Regions from separate parts of the Sus scrofa genome. Here region 1 is linked to region 2. The links are chromatin contacts, called in public HiChIP or PLAC-seq maps. All regions are on one chromosome and are shown on one strand. The core of a region is the stretch at or near the end of the contact, and the rest is flanking DNA. Distances in the headings are between cores, read along the strand shown. Region 1 holds the start of PAFAH1B2 (platelet-activating factor acetylhydrolase IB subunit beta). Region 2 holds the start of APOC3 (apolipoprotein C3).

Region 1 (7,243 bases), core at 3,878-6,377, 300 kb before region 2:
AAGAGGGAAGAAACTTTTCCCATTTTCTGGATTTCAAAAATCAGATATATAATGTAAAGAAATATAGTAACAAACAGCTCCATTTTCTACTCACTAATTGAAAAAAATCTATTTCCTAACTTTTAAAATAGATTTAAAAAAAACCCAATCATCTCTCATTTATTTTCCTACCTGGAGAAACACTTAACATGTTAGGTATTTCTGAGGCAAAAGTTAACTGACACAGAGTTAATTGGGAAATCACTATTAAAAAGGAAAAAAATAATCTGTCCTACTTTCACTGTATGATTATGTAACTGAAACCATTCTTCCTGGGGACGGTTTAAAAAAAAAAAAAAAAAAGGATGACAAATTGTGCATATGGGGTGCCTCCATAACATAATGTATCCAAACACATTCCTCAACACTTAAAGACAAAATGCACACTCTTCAATGATATTTCAGTTCTTTGAATACCATGTTCAGATCTTGCTGCAAAACTTAAAAGGGTTTTTCAAGGAAAGGAACCAAGATGGTGAGAAATTAAAAAAACCTGCCATATCAGAAAGAGTGAAAGAAGTATGTTTATGATAGAAATATGTTTATAATAGAAAAACTGGTTGGGGAAGAGGAAGACACAGGACATAAATAAATGCCAAGTATTTGAAGATTACTAGGAAGAGACATTAGGCTTATTCTACGTGACCTGGAATAGGAAGATAGGATCAGCGGATACAATGTTCGGTGAGACAAATTTCTAACAAATAGAACTGCAAATGACATAAGCTATCTCTGAAGGGGACTCAAAAAGAGACTAAATGAACACCTGTAAGAAAAGGATAAAGTCAGAGTTCCCACTATGGTGCAGTGGGTTAAGAATCCAACTTCAGCAGCTGGTGTTGCTGCAGAGATGCAGGTTCAATCCCTGGCCAGGTGCAATGGATCAAAGGTCATAGCTGCAGCTTGGATTCAATCCCTGGCCCCAAAACAGGTGCGGCCATGAAAGAAATTTTAAAAAGCATACAGTGACCTAAAGCCAAAGAGTACAGTGGTCCAGATTAGTGTGGGATTTAAATATGCTTTAAAGGATCTTTTTGAAATGTTCCTCAATATGTGTATATTTATAAATAAAATGTGAATTGCAGTTAATTGGTACATTAAATATTAGTAAAGTTTGTTTTTTCCTTTTTTTCTGCTTTTTAGGGCCACACCCATGGCATATGGAGGTTCCCAGGCTAGGGATCTAACAGAGCTACAGATGCCGGCCTATGCCTCACCAACGCCAGAACCAAGCTTCATCTGTGACCTACACCACAGCTCATGACAATGCCAGATCCTTAACCTACTGAGAAGGGCCAGGGATCAAATCCACAACCTCATGGTTCCTAGTCGGATTCGTTTCCACCGCGCCACGACAGTAACTCCTATTTCTTCCTTTTTTACATTAAAAAAAAAAATGAGGTAAAAAGAAGTCCTAAAATTTTTCCCTGTATTTCAATAGCTCACTTTATGCATTCCAGGGCAGTGCATACTCTACTTTCAAGATCAATGGTCTTTATAAACTATAAGATCTCTTTAGATCTATGTGTCAATTTATAGGCATAGATTTTTAGAATTCTTCCAACAGGTAAACAAATGAATAAAATAATAATTGCAATTAAGATTTATTAAGAGCTTAATATTTATAAGACCCTAGGATAGGAGCATTGCTACTTAAATAAAACTGAAGCTCAGCAAGATTTGAGGAAAATGCTCCATGGAGGATAGTGTATCACTCTGAGCTGGGATTTGAACTCAGAGTGATACAGTACCCTCCAAAACCTACTACTCTTGAACAAAGGGCATTAGGCTCTATATAGAAATGACTATATGAGACAATGATAAATTCTAATTCACTAAGTCAATTAACTTCTATCTCCTATTCCATTAACCAAGTTTAAAGGCATTCTGATACCCTGAGCAAAATACTTTCACCTTGGTCCTAAATTTCATGAGCACAATGAAAAAGCTATATGGACAGGGAAACTGAAGAACAAAATTTCACTTATCTGAAGTTACCAGGCAGGTAAATCTGACAGAATTTTGTTCAATATTCCCAATTAGATTGTCTTTTTTTTTTTTCTTCATTAACTAGAATACAAGGTCATCCTCCTTCCTCCTAAGTGCAAAGTATCTGAGCAAAAATTTGTTTCTCTGTGCCTTCGGACACTTGGATTTTGTGTTATTTTACCAAATCAAAATCTTACAATACAAAGTGGCTTTCAGTTCTAACCTATGCCTATGGCTTGGTAACATTTTTAAAAATCGAGTAAAGAAAAATTGAGGGGCAAGCCCAAGCAATTTATTCTTTCTTTCTTTTTTTACTATCAAATGAATTTATCACATCTGTAGCTGTATAATGGTCATAACAATTTGATTTCACAGGATTTCCATCCCACAGCGCAGACACATCCCCCCACCCCCCAAAGCAATTTATTCTTTAACAACCAAGGTGGGAACCGTGCATTTAGGGGATTCAAATAATTTGGGAGGTAGATAAAATAAGTGGTTGTACTTTTTTTTTTTAATGATTTTTTTTTCCCATTATAGCTGGTTTACAGTGTTGGTTGTACTTTTTACCAAAAAAAAAAAAAAAAAAAAAAAAAAAAAAAAAAAAAGAATGAATCAGGAGGCATCCAGAGAACAGCCTGTGGTAGGTCACAAAAATCTTGGGGGTTTCCTGCCTCAGGTAAAAAGCAATATTGTCACACACACGTATTCAGAATGTTCAAATTGTAATTCGTGACAACAGAAAAAGTAGCAACAGGGAGGGATTTGATGCCCATCTCACTTTACTGATTCAGAGTAAACCCCCCACCCCCCCGCAAGTCATTAACTTCGAGGTCACAAACAGCAGGTTCAGTTAGAAAAGCCCAGCAGAAAGGAGATAAGGGTCCCCAAAATTAATTTAACAGAAGAGATGCTATTCAAGGAAGCTTTAACTGTCCATTTAAATGAATTTTCTGGGAAGATGAGGAGCAAGCAACTTGCACAGCATTTCCCAATTTTCCTGCATTTTCTGTCTTTTCTAACTTAACTAGAACTATGACCACAGAAGACCAAAATTTTCAGATGCTTATACCAACCAGTGTGGTGTATGTAGTGTGTCTTATCAAAAATCCTCGATAACAACAAAGAATTATAAAATCCTCAAGCTGAGCTGGATGTTTCTTCAGTTTAACGAGGGAAAGGATGGAGGGGGAAGTTCACTAAGAATTAAAAGATTCAGAACGTTTCCACTCTGACCTAAGACTCTTACGTTGCTTCAGGAGGTGGAAGGGTTATTCTGAAAGCAAACGCAGCCCTCGTCCGGAATACCCTGCCTCAGTGGGCTGGTGGATGGGTCCCTGGGTTCCAGCACATCCATAATTTATTATCAAATGCCCAAGCCAATACATTAAAGCACAATAATTTCCTCCTCTCCTGCTCCCCCACAAGGAGGCAACCTTTCTATCAGAACAATGTGCCCAAGAGAACAATCTAAAGACACAAGGCATATCTAAGGCAAAGGCATATTCAAATGATCTCGGGGTACAATCTTCTCTCTACACCTTTACCTCTCCCCCACCCCCTTTAAAGCTGTACAAAATGAGGCCCTGGGCGAGGGCGTGGGGATGGGGTCCAGGCAGTCTTCTCCTTCTCCGTGGGTAAGCTCTAAAGAGGCCAAAGCTCCATGTGTTTGGTTTTCTTAAGGTTTGCATATAAATTACGAAAAGCAACGCTGGCCTGGGAGCTACAGAAAGCAGAATAATGAGTCACCGTGCAACGGTACATCACAAACCTGTAGGTCAGAAGGTCCTGAACTGCCAAATGGACAGGGACCAGGTAAAAAACACCTAAGAAAACTTGTTCACTGGCAGGTTTAACTAGTGGGTTGACCTTGGGCAAATCAGCGGCCAGGCGGGCCTCGTCTCTAAAACGAGGTGCTGGACGGGGCAGCCCTCTATGAAATGAGTTGTGACAGCCCACGGATTTTTGAACATATTAGAAGAAGAAACGGTGAAGTTTCTGGAGAGTTGCACATTTCAACAAAAGGGGTGGGAAAAAGCGCTCTGTCAAAAGACAACAGGGTAACCCGACTGGCCCTCGCTAACAGTCTCTCAAACAGAAGAAGGGTCTGAGGAAGGGTCAGAGGTTCAACCTCAGGGACGGAGGGGCAGGCAGCAGCCGAGACCTGAGGCAGAAATGGGGCTGGCAGCAGCGAGCATCGCGCCAGGGGCGCAAGGGATGCAGGGCGGCCTACTCCGGGGGGGCGGGCAGAGCCAGGCGGGGCGGCGCGCCCCGCCACGGTGCTCCACCGCGGGAAGAAACCAGGAGGCAGAGAGGCTGGGAGGCGGGGCGGCCGTGCGGGCGGCAGGTTTGGGGGTGGGGCGCTGGGGAAAGGCTCCGAGGGGGCGGCAAGCGGCCTCGAGGGGTGGAGGTAGCGCCGGCGGCCGGGAAACCGACACCAGGCCAGTCGAGAAGGCGCGCGCGAGCCCTACCCCAGGGTCGGGGGGAGGGGGTGGCGCCGGGGGGGGAGGGGTCCCCTCGGGGTGGGGGAGGGGAGGTCGCGGGCCTCTCACAATAACAAATCGCAGCCCCTTCCAACCCCCACCTCTAAGCCACCGTATCCCCGCGCCCTGGGATGCACTCACTCAGGCAGAGGGTCCGTGCGGGCCCCAAGCGGCTGCGGCGTCGGCGGGTGGCGCGTCTGTCGCTCGCTTAGCCCCGGCGGCCCCAATCCGGCGCGTCCCTCCTCGGGCCCCAGCACCCGCAGCAGCACCCCCACTTCCGGTTTCCCTGCCACTCAGGCAAATGGCTTCCGGAAGTCCCGCCCCATCCTCCCCGGCCTCGGCTTGGCTCCCGGTTCCCCACTTTCCCTCTCGGCGGGTGCCCGCTTCGGGCGCCCAGGTGTCCGCCTACGGCCCCGCGAGGTTCCCCGCTTTGTTCTCGATCCTGCCCTCGTTTTGCATGTAGCCTGCGCAAATTGCCTTTAAATTTTTTCTTCCGGCTGTATGCCTCAATCCCGCGTTCATGTCACCGCGATGTGGAGATGTCTTTCGGGACAATGTGGCGTGACCTCACCCTGACGCCATTCCCTTCCCACCCCGCCAACCTGGCTTCCTTCTCCACCCCATGGAATAAACCAGATTGCTGCCGGGGGAGGGAAATAGGGTCCCAAGATTAATGAGGCAGTCCTTTGCATTTATGGGTGGAACTTCTGTTTCTATGATGCATGTATGGATTTTGGGAGATCGTCTCTTACGGTGATACTATTGGGGATGGAGAGTCACAGTGTTTTCTTTAGAGAGCCATCCAATTTCGGGGGAAATACATATTTATATACACACAGTCAATATTGAAAAGATGATATGCTAAATGCTGTATAAATACGGGATCTAACAATAGAGAGAAGGGGCAAAAGATGTACGCAGGCTGTGGTTAGCAAAATATTTGGTGGAGCAGCGCCCTGAGCTGGCCCTTTAAGGATTCATTCAGACCCATGTGGGGGAATGGAAGAGCCTTCCAAAGCTCTGAAAATAATCAGCGGGTTTGGTTTTGCAGACAAAATCCGTTGAGAATTACCGTGAAAACCTGGAAGCCTGAAGTTTCAAGATATATCAAATTATTTTTCAGATCCTTTGTACTGTCAAATGGTACTAAATTTATCAGGCATATATATAATCCAGAATAATTTGTTCTATAAAACGCTAGTTTACCTCGGAATTCTCTTGCAGATGTTCATTTGATAAGTGACACACCAGTAGGTAAATGTTGCTTTAAATGTTTTATTGAGAAGAATTTGTGTTTGGGGAACTCAAATGATGGTGTAAAAAGCAGCCTAGAATTATATCGATAACAAAAGAGACAGTTTGAATTCTCCAGTGATAAATCCATAGAATCCTGAACTTAGTTTTAGCACTCAACACATTTTAATGTAATTACAACTTTACTACACTGTCTTCTCTGATATCCTATAAGCTCTGAGGGAGCAGAGACCTTATTCTGTGGATTCTCGTCACCAGGCATGGTGCCTGATGCATAGTAGCCACGCATTAAATACTTCTCAATAAGGAATGAATGAATTTATGCCTCTGTTGATCCCTTGGACTATCTTTTACTTTCTTGTTTTCAACTTTTTAACCAAGAAACAGAAAGAAAATGTGCCCAGGAAACACTAGAGCTGGTTAAACTAGCCTCTGCAAATATTTGAATACCTCTATGACTCAGGCAGTTTTTAGTGTTTCGGCAAAATCTCAATGGCACCGAACCCTGAAATTTGATAAGGGGTTGTCTCCTACTACGTCTCTTTTAGCTTTCTAAATAATTCATTTTAAAAAAAATGCAAGTAGTAGGAGTTCCCATCGTGGTTCCTTGGGTTAAGGACCTGACTTTGTTCCATCCCTGGTCTTGCTCAGTGGTTAAGGATCTGACATTGCCACAAGCTGTGGCTAGGTCACAGATTTGGCTTAGATCCTGTGTTGCCGTGGCCATGGCATAGGCCTCAGCTGCAGCTCGGATTCCATCCCTAGCATGGGAACTTCCATGTGCCACAGGTGCAGCTGTAAAAAAAAAAAAAAAAAAAAAAATGCAAGTGGTAAATTGGAAAGGACCCTAAACTCGGCTCCAGGGTGCCCTGTGTTCTTGTCTGAGGGGCTACTGCTCATTTTACTTCTTTGACCCTTTGTTTCTTAGTCTGTAAGACGAAAAGGGTAGGCTCAGTCATTGCTAAGTTTCTTTTAACTCCAGGCCTCCACTGTTCTGTCAGTTCCCCTACAAGAACATAGTTCTGGGGCCCACAACGCTATCTTACTCCTCCTCACTTCCCATCCACAACCTCCCCTTCCCCTGGGCCCCTTTCAGAGTTTGTGTTTTCCATGCAGTCCCAGCTGGAGATAGGTAAAAATAACTGTTTTCTGACTATGAGAAAAATTTCCTGAAAGCTGTCAGAAGAGTTTGCCTGTCAAGTTGTTTTTCCATTAATGATGATGGGCTTAATGACTCCATCCAGATTCTTTAGTCTGGTTTCTCTCATGACTGAATGCCAACCCAAAGGGAGAAAATATAGAAACCCTGACAAAATGTCTGTTGGACAGATTGGAGTAGTGTAAACACGATCAAATGTGAACCTAAGGAGTTCCCTTCGTGGCTCAGTGGTTAACGAATCCGACTAAGAACCATGAGGTTGCAGGTTCAATCCCTGGTCTTGCTCAGTGGGTTAAGGATCTGGTGTTGCCGTGAGCTG
Region 2 (7,242 bases), core at 3,260-5,759:
TAAAAAGTTCTCCAAAACCCAGAAAATTGTCTTTGGGGAGACTGGGGTGGGGAGGGGGTGCTTTGGCGAAGTAGCCCGGGGCGCGGGCGCAGCCCGGGGCAGGAACTTCCCGGTCCATGATCCAGTGGAGGCATCAGCTCTGAAGCCAAGTCTCTCAGAGCTTTAATGGTGGAGGACCTGCTAGCCCCCGGGGCTCAGGGGTGAGGCAGTAAACTCTCTCTCCTAAGGAGGCCAGAACAGAAGGGAAATAATAGAGAAGCAGGCAAAGTTACAGATAATGCAGTGCCAGTGCCGGGAAAACCTCAGACGAGAAGTACTGGCTGGAGTTCCCGTGTTGGCTCAGCCAAACGAATCTGACTGGCATCCATGAGGACGCAGGTTCGCTCCCTGGCCTTGCCCAGTGGGTGAAGGATCTGGCGTTGCTGTGAGCTGTGGTGTAGATCGCAGACTCGGCTCTGGATCTGTTGTGGCTATGGCTTAGGCCGGGGGCTGCAGCTCTGATTCGACCTGGGTCCTCCATATGCTGAGGGTGCGGCCCTAAAAAGACAAAAAAAAAAAAAAAAAAAAGTACTGGCTCTGCTGGGAAAAGTGGTTCCCTGTTACTGGGCTTTTTCCAGGGGCAGAGGAGAGGAGCCTCCCCCAGCCCTCCTGCTCTAGGACAACTGAGGTGGACAGACCTCAAGGAGCCCCTGGGAAAGACGGGCAAGTTCAAACGAAGGTCTTGGCACTTGCTCCTTATGTATTTATTTATTTATTTATGGCCAAGCGTGCAGCATGCGGAAGTTCCCAGGCCAAGGATGGAGCCTGCAACCAGAGCCACCACAGTGAGGACACTGGATCCTTAACTCCCTGAGCCACCAGGGAACTCCTCCTTTCGTAGCTCAAAAAATGCTTTGATGCTTCCTTTTCCCTTTTTTACAAGGGCCTCATGCCACTCCTCACACCCTACCCTGCCTGGAAACTGTTTCCTCAGGCCCAGCTGTGCCCACCAGCTGTTCCACCCTCAGGGCTCCAGCCCTGCCAGCCCCTCTGTCTGCCAGCTCTGGCCTAAGTCAGAAAAATAATCACCTCCTCTGGCAAGTAATTAGCACATTTTTATTTCCAGGATGTTTCATATCCATCATCTCACTGCATCCTTCCCAAAATCCTAGGTAGACTACCATTCAGTGGTATGAGTGGGGAAGCCGGAGCTCGGAAACATGAAGTCACTTCCAAGGCTGAAGAGCAGGATGGGCTTGGTTGCCCATTTTAGACCCATCTGCTCCTGGGCATCCATGATTTTTTTTTTTTAAGTGTGTGGCTAGGCAGTCAAGTTCGTATGGGCTTGAGTGTTCACAGCCAGCCCTCTTCATGCTCAGCTATGTTCACCCCCGTGTGCACGCGTGTGGCCTCACAGATCTGCAAAGCTCTGGGCAGTGCATCCATGGAGCCTCCCTCTCCCTCTCCGCTCAGAGCATTTCCCTTCTGCTGCTGGAGGATCTACCGCTCCCACAGATCCAGTGTACTTGACCGCACTTGGATAAAGCAGCAGGCTTCTTCTTCTTTTTTTTTTTTTTTTTTTTTTTTGTCTTTTTAGGGCTGCACCCACGGCATATGGAGGTTCCCAGGCTAGGGGTCCAATCAGAGCTATAGCTGCTGGCCTACACCAGAGCTCACAGCAACGTCGTATCCTTGACCCACTGAGTGAGGCCAGGGATCAAATCTTCGTCCTCATGGATACCAGCCAGGTTTGTCGGAGTCATGACGGGAACTCCAGGAGTGGACTTTTTAGTTCCTCGTCATCCTCAGCTACACTAGGTGTCAAGCCCAGGTTTGGGTGAGAACATTTCCCAGGTGAGGGTGCAGGAATCTCTGGACAAGTGGGCCCCGAAGAGAAGCCCAGGTCAATTTCCAGAGAAAAGCAGATGTCTCTCAGTGGGGCTGGAGGTCCTGATGCCACCAAGATCTATCAAGGGGCCCTCTGACACTCGGCATGGGAGTAACTAAAGGCTTTTCCTGTCAGCTGAGCAGAACATGGGCAGCTGTCTGGGCTTGAGGTCCAGTTCTGCCATTGCTGACTCAGTGACATTGAACAAGTGGCTTCACCTTTCTGAGCCTTGGTCTTCACATTGGAAGGGTGGGGGGCTGCTCAAGTAGTCTGTGGTTCTGGAACTCTCTGATGTGAACATCTGTTGCGTGGTGAGGACACAAGGAATGCAGCCTGTGTTGGTGACATTGGGTTCCCTCTTAGTTCCCAGGACACTGCCCTCCCCCTCCAATCCTGAACCCTAAGGGACAATCAGCTCAGCCTATAGTGACAATGGCAGCCGTTTACCAGGTGCCTTTGATGTGCCAGGTGCTGTGCACGGACTCATTTCCTTCATCCTCAAAAAACTGACGGTGGTGTGTGTATTATTAGGCCCATTTTACAGACAAAGAACTGAGGCTGATATGAAGTGATGGAGCCAAGACCAGAGCCCGGTGGTATCTTACTTCAAGCACTCCCGCATCAGCCTCCTTCCCTCGGGCGGCCCAGGTAGTCAGCTGCAGAATTTTGATGTGCACATACAGTCTCAATTTTGATGATGAGATAAAAATGCCAGGTGTGGTGCCTGGCATGGGGCACACACTCGAGTCCTGTTGCCCAGCCTTTGACAGTTTTATCAAAGTCTTGCCAAACCTCTTAGCCCCTTTGCTCCTCCACGCAAACCTCTTGAGGCTGGCAGGGTAGATAGGGTCATTTCCCCCTTGCAGATGAAGTCACTCGGGCCCAGACTGCAGCCAGCTGCTGAGAGCTGGCTCAAGCACCAGCCCCAGGCCTCTCTGAGTTGGAGTCAGCCCGGAGCCCGCCCGTTCCCACACCAACATACATAACACATGTGGGACACGCCACTTATGGCAGTTTCTCATCCAGCTTTATTGGAAGGCCAGGTCTGGGGTGGGATGGGAGGGCATCGAGGCTGTTGTCCCTTTCAAGGGAATTTTGGGGACAGTCCTGGGAGGCTGCAGGACCCAGGCTGTTGGCAGGAAGGCTGGGCAGACAGATGGCGATATCAAGATCTCAGGAGGAAGACGGTTCGGGCTTGGGGGTATAATCCCAGAAGTCGGTGAACTTGCCCTTGAACGTGCTCCAGTAGTCCTTCAGAGAGCTGATACTGTCGGTTACCCAGCCCCTGGGGGGTCAAATCAGTGAGCGGAGCACAAAGGGTGGGGTGAGAGCTGGTCCCTGGGCAGTGCCTATCATATCCCCACTGCCTCTCCCCTTACGCTCTCATCAACACCCGGAGGCCTCAGGCAGGAACCCCCTACAGCGGCCACCCAGGACGAGAGGCCAAAAGTGGTGATGGGACCACCAGCAAGTGTAACCCGTTGTTTTTCCAGGTGGAGGCAGACCTTTGTGCCACCACAGGTCTGGGGCAAGCGGGACAGGAGTGATTGGTGGGGAGACGTGTAAGGGCAGGACTGTCATTCTAGTCTAGGTACAGGACGCCCCCTAGGGTTGTACATCCTGGTGGCTCCGAGGGGAGTGAGGCAGAGAGAAGCAGTCTCTTTTTGGGGAAGATATCAGAGGATGGATTAGCTGCAGGAGCTGGGGCAGGTCACTTGGTTACGTGAGCCTTGGATTTCTCATCTGCAAAATGGGGGGAGTAATACCCAGTCCTCGTTGCACAGCTGCTTCTGGGGACTGAGAACCGCTGTGGATGCCTCTGCCATGGAAGCGCCGGCCAAGGCGGGTGGTGTGGAGGTGGGACGGGGCTTGGGGAGAGGAGGGGGCTCGCAGGCTGGCGGCGAGGGGTGGGACGGGAAGGGCCGAATCTGCTCACATGGGCCCAGGGCTTGGAACAGGTAGACGCAGACGCAGACACACACACCCACCCACACCCCACCCCCCCGACACGGCTGAAACTGGGTCCTGTGGGTCCCCCAAGCCAGAGCTCCAGCCGGACAATCAGAAAAGGAAACGAAGTGCGGGCTGAGTGGCCGTCCTCAGAGCCAGGCGGGGCGCAGAGGGAGAAAGGAGGGAGACAGAGGGGGAAGAGGAGATAAAGGCCCCCCTCCGCCATCCCTCCCTGTGAGGGAGCCTGTTTACAGACAGAACGGAGGCTCAGAGAGGCACAGGTCCTGGGTGGGCAGGCGGGAGCCCCCGCCCGCCGCCCAGGCTCCCCCGAGTCAAGGGCAGGGGAGGAAGGGCCTACCTGGCCTGCTGGGCCACCTCGGACTCCTTCACGCTGGTTAGCGCGTCCTGGGCAGTCCTGGTGGCCTGCTTCACATAGTCCTGCATTTTGTCCAGAAGGGAGGTGTCCTCGGCCTCGATAGCCTCTGTGAGGACAAGGGGGCAGAGTGGGGCAGATCAGCCTCTAGGGGACCCCTGGGGACCCGCCAGGGCCCGGCATCCCCAAGCCACCTCCCAAGGGTCCTGCAGACAGACAGCTGCCCCCTCGCCGCCCCCAGCCCTGACCCCACCAGCTGCTTACGGGCACAGGCCAGGAGCACCAGGAGACCAGCGACAAGAAGGACCCGGGGCTGCATGGCGCCTTTGTTCCTGCGGGGAAGGCTCCTGTGAGGGGTGCCCCAAGTCCCCCCACCACCTCTGGGCCCTCCCTGGGGAGGCCCAGTGGCCCCTAAGGTGGGACCTGAGCTGGATCAGGCCAGGAAGAGAAAGGGCCTGTTCCCGAACTAATGTGGGTGAAGCGAAGGGCTTTCAGATGGGGGATTTGCAAGGACCCAGGCCGGAGACGAAGGGTGGCATGGAGCAGAAAACCCACCAGACCAGGAATCAAGACGGCTGGTTTCAGGCTGGGTTTCTGCCACTAACATGCCACGTGACCTTGGGTGGCTTTCTGCCTCCTCTAGGCCTCAGTTTTTCTGCCTGGGGTGGGACGGGGGTGTCTACGGCTTCTTTCAGTCCTAAACAGGCAGAATGCACAGGAAACGGAGCCAGTTCCAGCCCCAGCTCAGCTACCGCGCTCTACGGATTTGGGCAGGTGACCTTCCCCACGGGCCTCCGTTTCCCTAGATGCCTTTGTAGGGAACACTCACCAAGCGGTGAGGCTTCCTTGCTTCTAGCAAGCCCTTCTCCAGGCTTCGCTGCTGGGCGGGGCAGCGACCCCAGCCTGCCCCTCTCCAACCTACTCCCCCTCGCCTCCCCCCCTACTCCCAGGGGCCGTTACCTGGAGCAGCTGCTTCTTGGGATGAACTGAGTAGACAGACAAGCAGGTTCTGACCTGCTTTATATTGTCCCCAGGGCAGCAGGCAGTGAGGGCCCAGTGAGCTGGGCAAAGGTCACCTGCTGATCAATCTAGGTCAAGGCCTGAGGCAGGGTAACCAGAGGCAGCCAGGTCTGCTGGGTGTTGGGAAATCTCTAGAAAGCTGCAGGTGCCCATGCTGCTCTCCTGTCAATGCTGCAGCCTAGCGGGCTCAGGGCTTGGGGGTGGGTGGGCCTGGAGAGACCCCATTCCTTCTGGGCAGCCTGGCTCCCCAGGGATTGGGGGACAAGCCAGGGGCTTCTGGGACCACCTCAGCCCTTCCCACGTGGGTGCCAGGCCCTTCCCACCCAACCCCAAGCCCTGTTAGCAGCCTAGAAGAAGGGGTGAGAGCGTGATTGGCTTCTTTGGACTTGGGAACAACACAGTGGCTTGGGATGAGGTGTCTAGGGCGAAGTCGCAGATGATCTAGGGGCAGAGGCTTGTGGGAGAGGGGTGCCACGGCAGGCGCACACGGCCCCCTCCCCAGCATCTCCATCTCTGGGTGCAGCTCACCCAAATAACTCTCTGAGCTGATCCCAAAGCAGGAGGTGGTGGGAGCAGGTCAAAGGCCGCTCTGAGTCCCAGGCCTTTGTCCTTCCGCCCCCCTCCTCCTCACCTTGCCCTCTGGACTCACTGATAACACTCCCCTGGACAGGATCCGGACGCAGGGCCGAGGCCCTCCCCAAACTGGGGCAACCAGGATCGATTCCCAGGGCTGAGTGCCTCTCCCCTCGGGCCTCAGCTCGGAAATAGCTGCCGACACAGTCCCCTGGCTGGGGAGGCTACTGGAAGGAACCAGGGCTGTTGCTGAGGCCATTCCAGTGAGGAGAGGGGGCCCATGAGCTCTATGGGGCAGTCGGCTGTCCAGGAGAGGCCTTGGCCCTTCTCAGGGTGTGGTGTCCCCTGGGTCCACATTGGGAGCTGTAGCCTGGATGGCTTTTTCTTCTGGATGCTAAGACTTCAGAACCAGGAAATTTTATGTTCGTCTCTTTGTTTGTTTGTTTATTTTTGCTTTTTAGGGCTGCACCTGAGTCATATGGAGATTCCCAGGCTAGGGGTCCAATCGGAGCTGTAGCTGCCGGCCTATGCCACAATCACAGCAACGCAAGATTAAAGCCATGTCTGTGACCTACACCACAGCTCACGGCAACGCCGGATCCTTAACCCACTGAGTAAGGTCAAGGATTGAACTTGCATCCTTGTGGATTCTAGTCGGTTTTGTTAACCACTGAGCCACGAAGGGAACTCCAAATTTTACACTGAAATGATACCTTTGGCATTTACTCCAATGACCCAGCGCCAGAGATCTAACAGCTGAGTGTCTCAATATTCTCCTCTGTAAAATGGGAACAGAATACCCACATGCTGAATCATGGTGAAATGCAGATGCGATATGTACAAAGCAGCTTGTCCATGGAAGGGGCTCGAGAAGTTTCTCCTTTCTCACACACACCTGGTCCTTCCCTAGACAGCACAGTCTGAAGGCAGCAGGAGCCTCCAATGCTGAAAGCTTTTGGCAGGCAGCCATCGTCTCAGAAGGAAGCAACTAAACCCAGAGTGTGACATCAGAAGCCTTTTCATCAGATGTCTTTATCTGTGACTGAGACTTGAAATTTCTCCATAGAGATTCATTCCTTTGACTTAGACCTTGTGATCTGTTCAAAGCAAATAGATTCCTGTAAAATAGACATTGTTCACCCCACATTACATCTAAGAAAGCTAACGCAGGGCCAGAGACATGCCCAAGAGCCCATAGCCCATCAGTGATAGGGCTGGGAACCAGAATCCAGGTCTTCAAATACCCACGCTGGTACGCAAGAACCTGGACAGATGAAATCCTTGGGGATTTGTCAGTTACTCATATCTCAGAGTCCATTGGTTTCAGATCTCTTCCTGAGCACAGATTTCGGTGATGGGGTGGGGAAGAAAATTAGGAGGTCACTGAGGATTTGACCTTTGGGGAAAGTCCAAGGCAACTGTGTCCACTTCCATCTTCTCTACTAGCCTGTTCCTGGGC

Evidence for each region. HiChIP or PLAC-seq counts read pairs in DNA pulled down with a chosen protein or histone mark.
Region 1: an H3K27ac HiChIP or PLAC-seq map of alveolar macrophages shows a contact between it and region 2. The contact joins the promoter of PAFAH1B2 here to the promoter of APOC3 in region 2. A contact is called at or near these places in 1 of 5 promoter capture datasets (fetal liver) and 1 of 2 datasets of contacts at active chromatin or transcription factors (alveolar macrophages).

What each region holds. Positions count from the first base shown.
Region 1 is chr9:44,510,998-44,518,240 of Sscrofa11.1, reverse strand. It overlaps PAFAH1B2 (platelet-activating factor acetylhydrolase IB subunit beta), which reads right to left and starts at 5,127. Exons shown (of 6, transcript XM_021062879.1): 1 at 4,653-5,127.
Region 2 is chr9:44,209,169-44,216,410 of Sscrofa11.1, reverse strand. It overlaps APOC3 (apolipoprotein C3), which reads right to left and starts at 4,509. Exons shown (of 3, transcript NM_001002801.1): 1 at 4,455-4,509; 2 at 4,176-4,299; 3 at 3,041-3,152. The coding sequence starts at 4,509. The coding sequence ends at 3,041. LOC106504887 (a long non-coding RNA gene) reads right to left here. Exons shown (of 3, transcript XR_001298831.2): 3 at 6,770-6,880.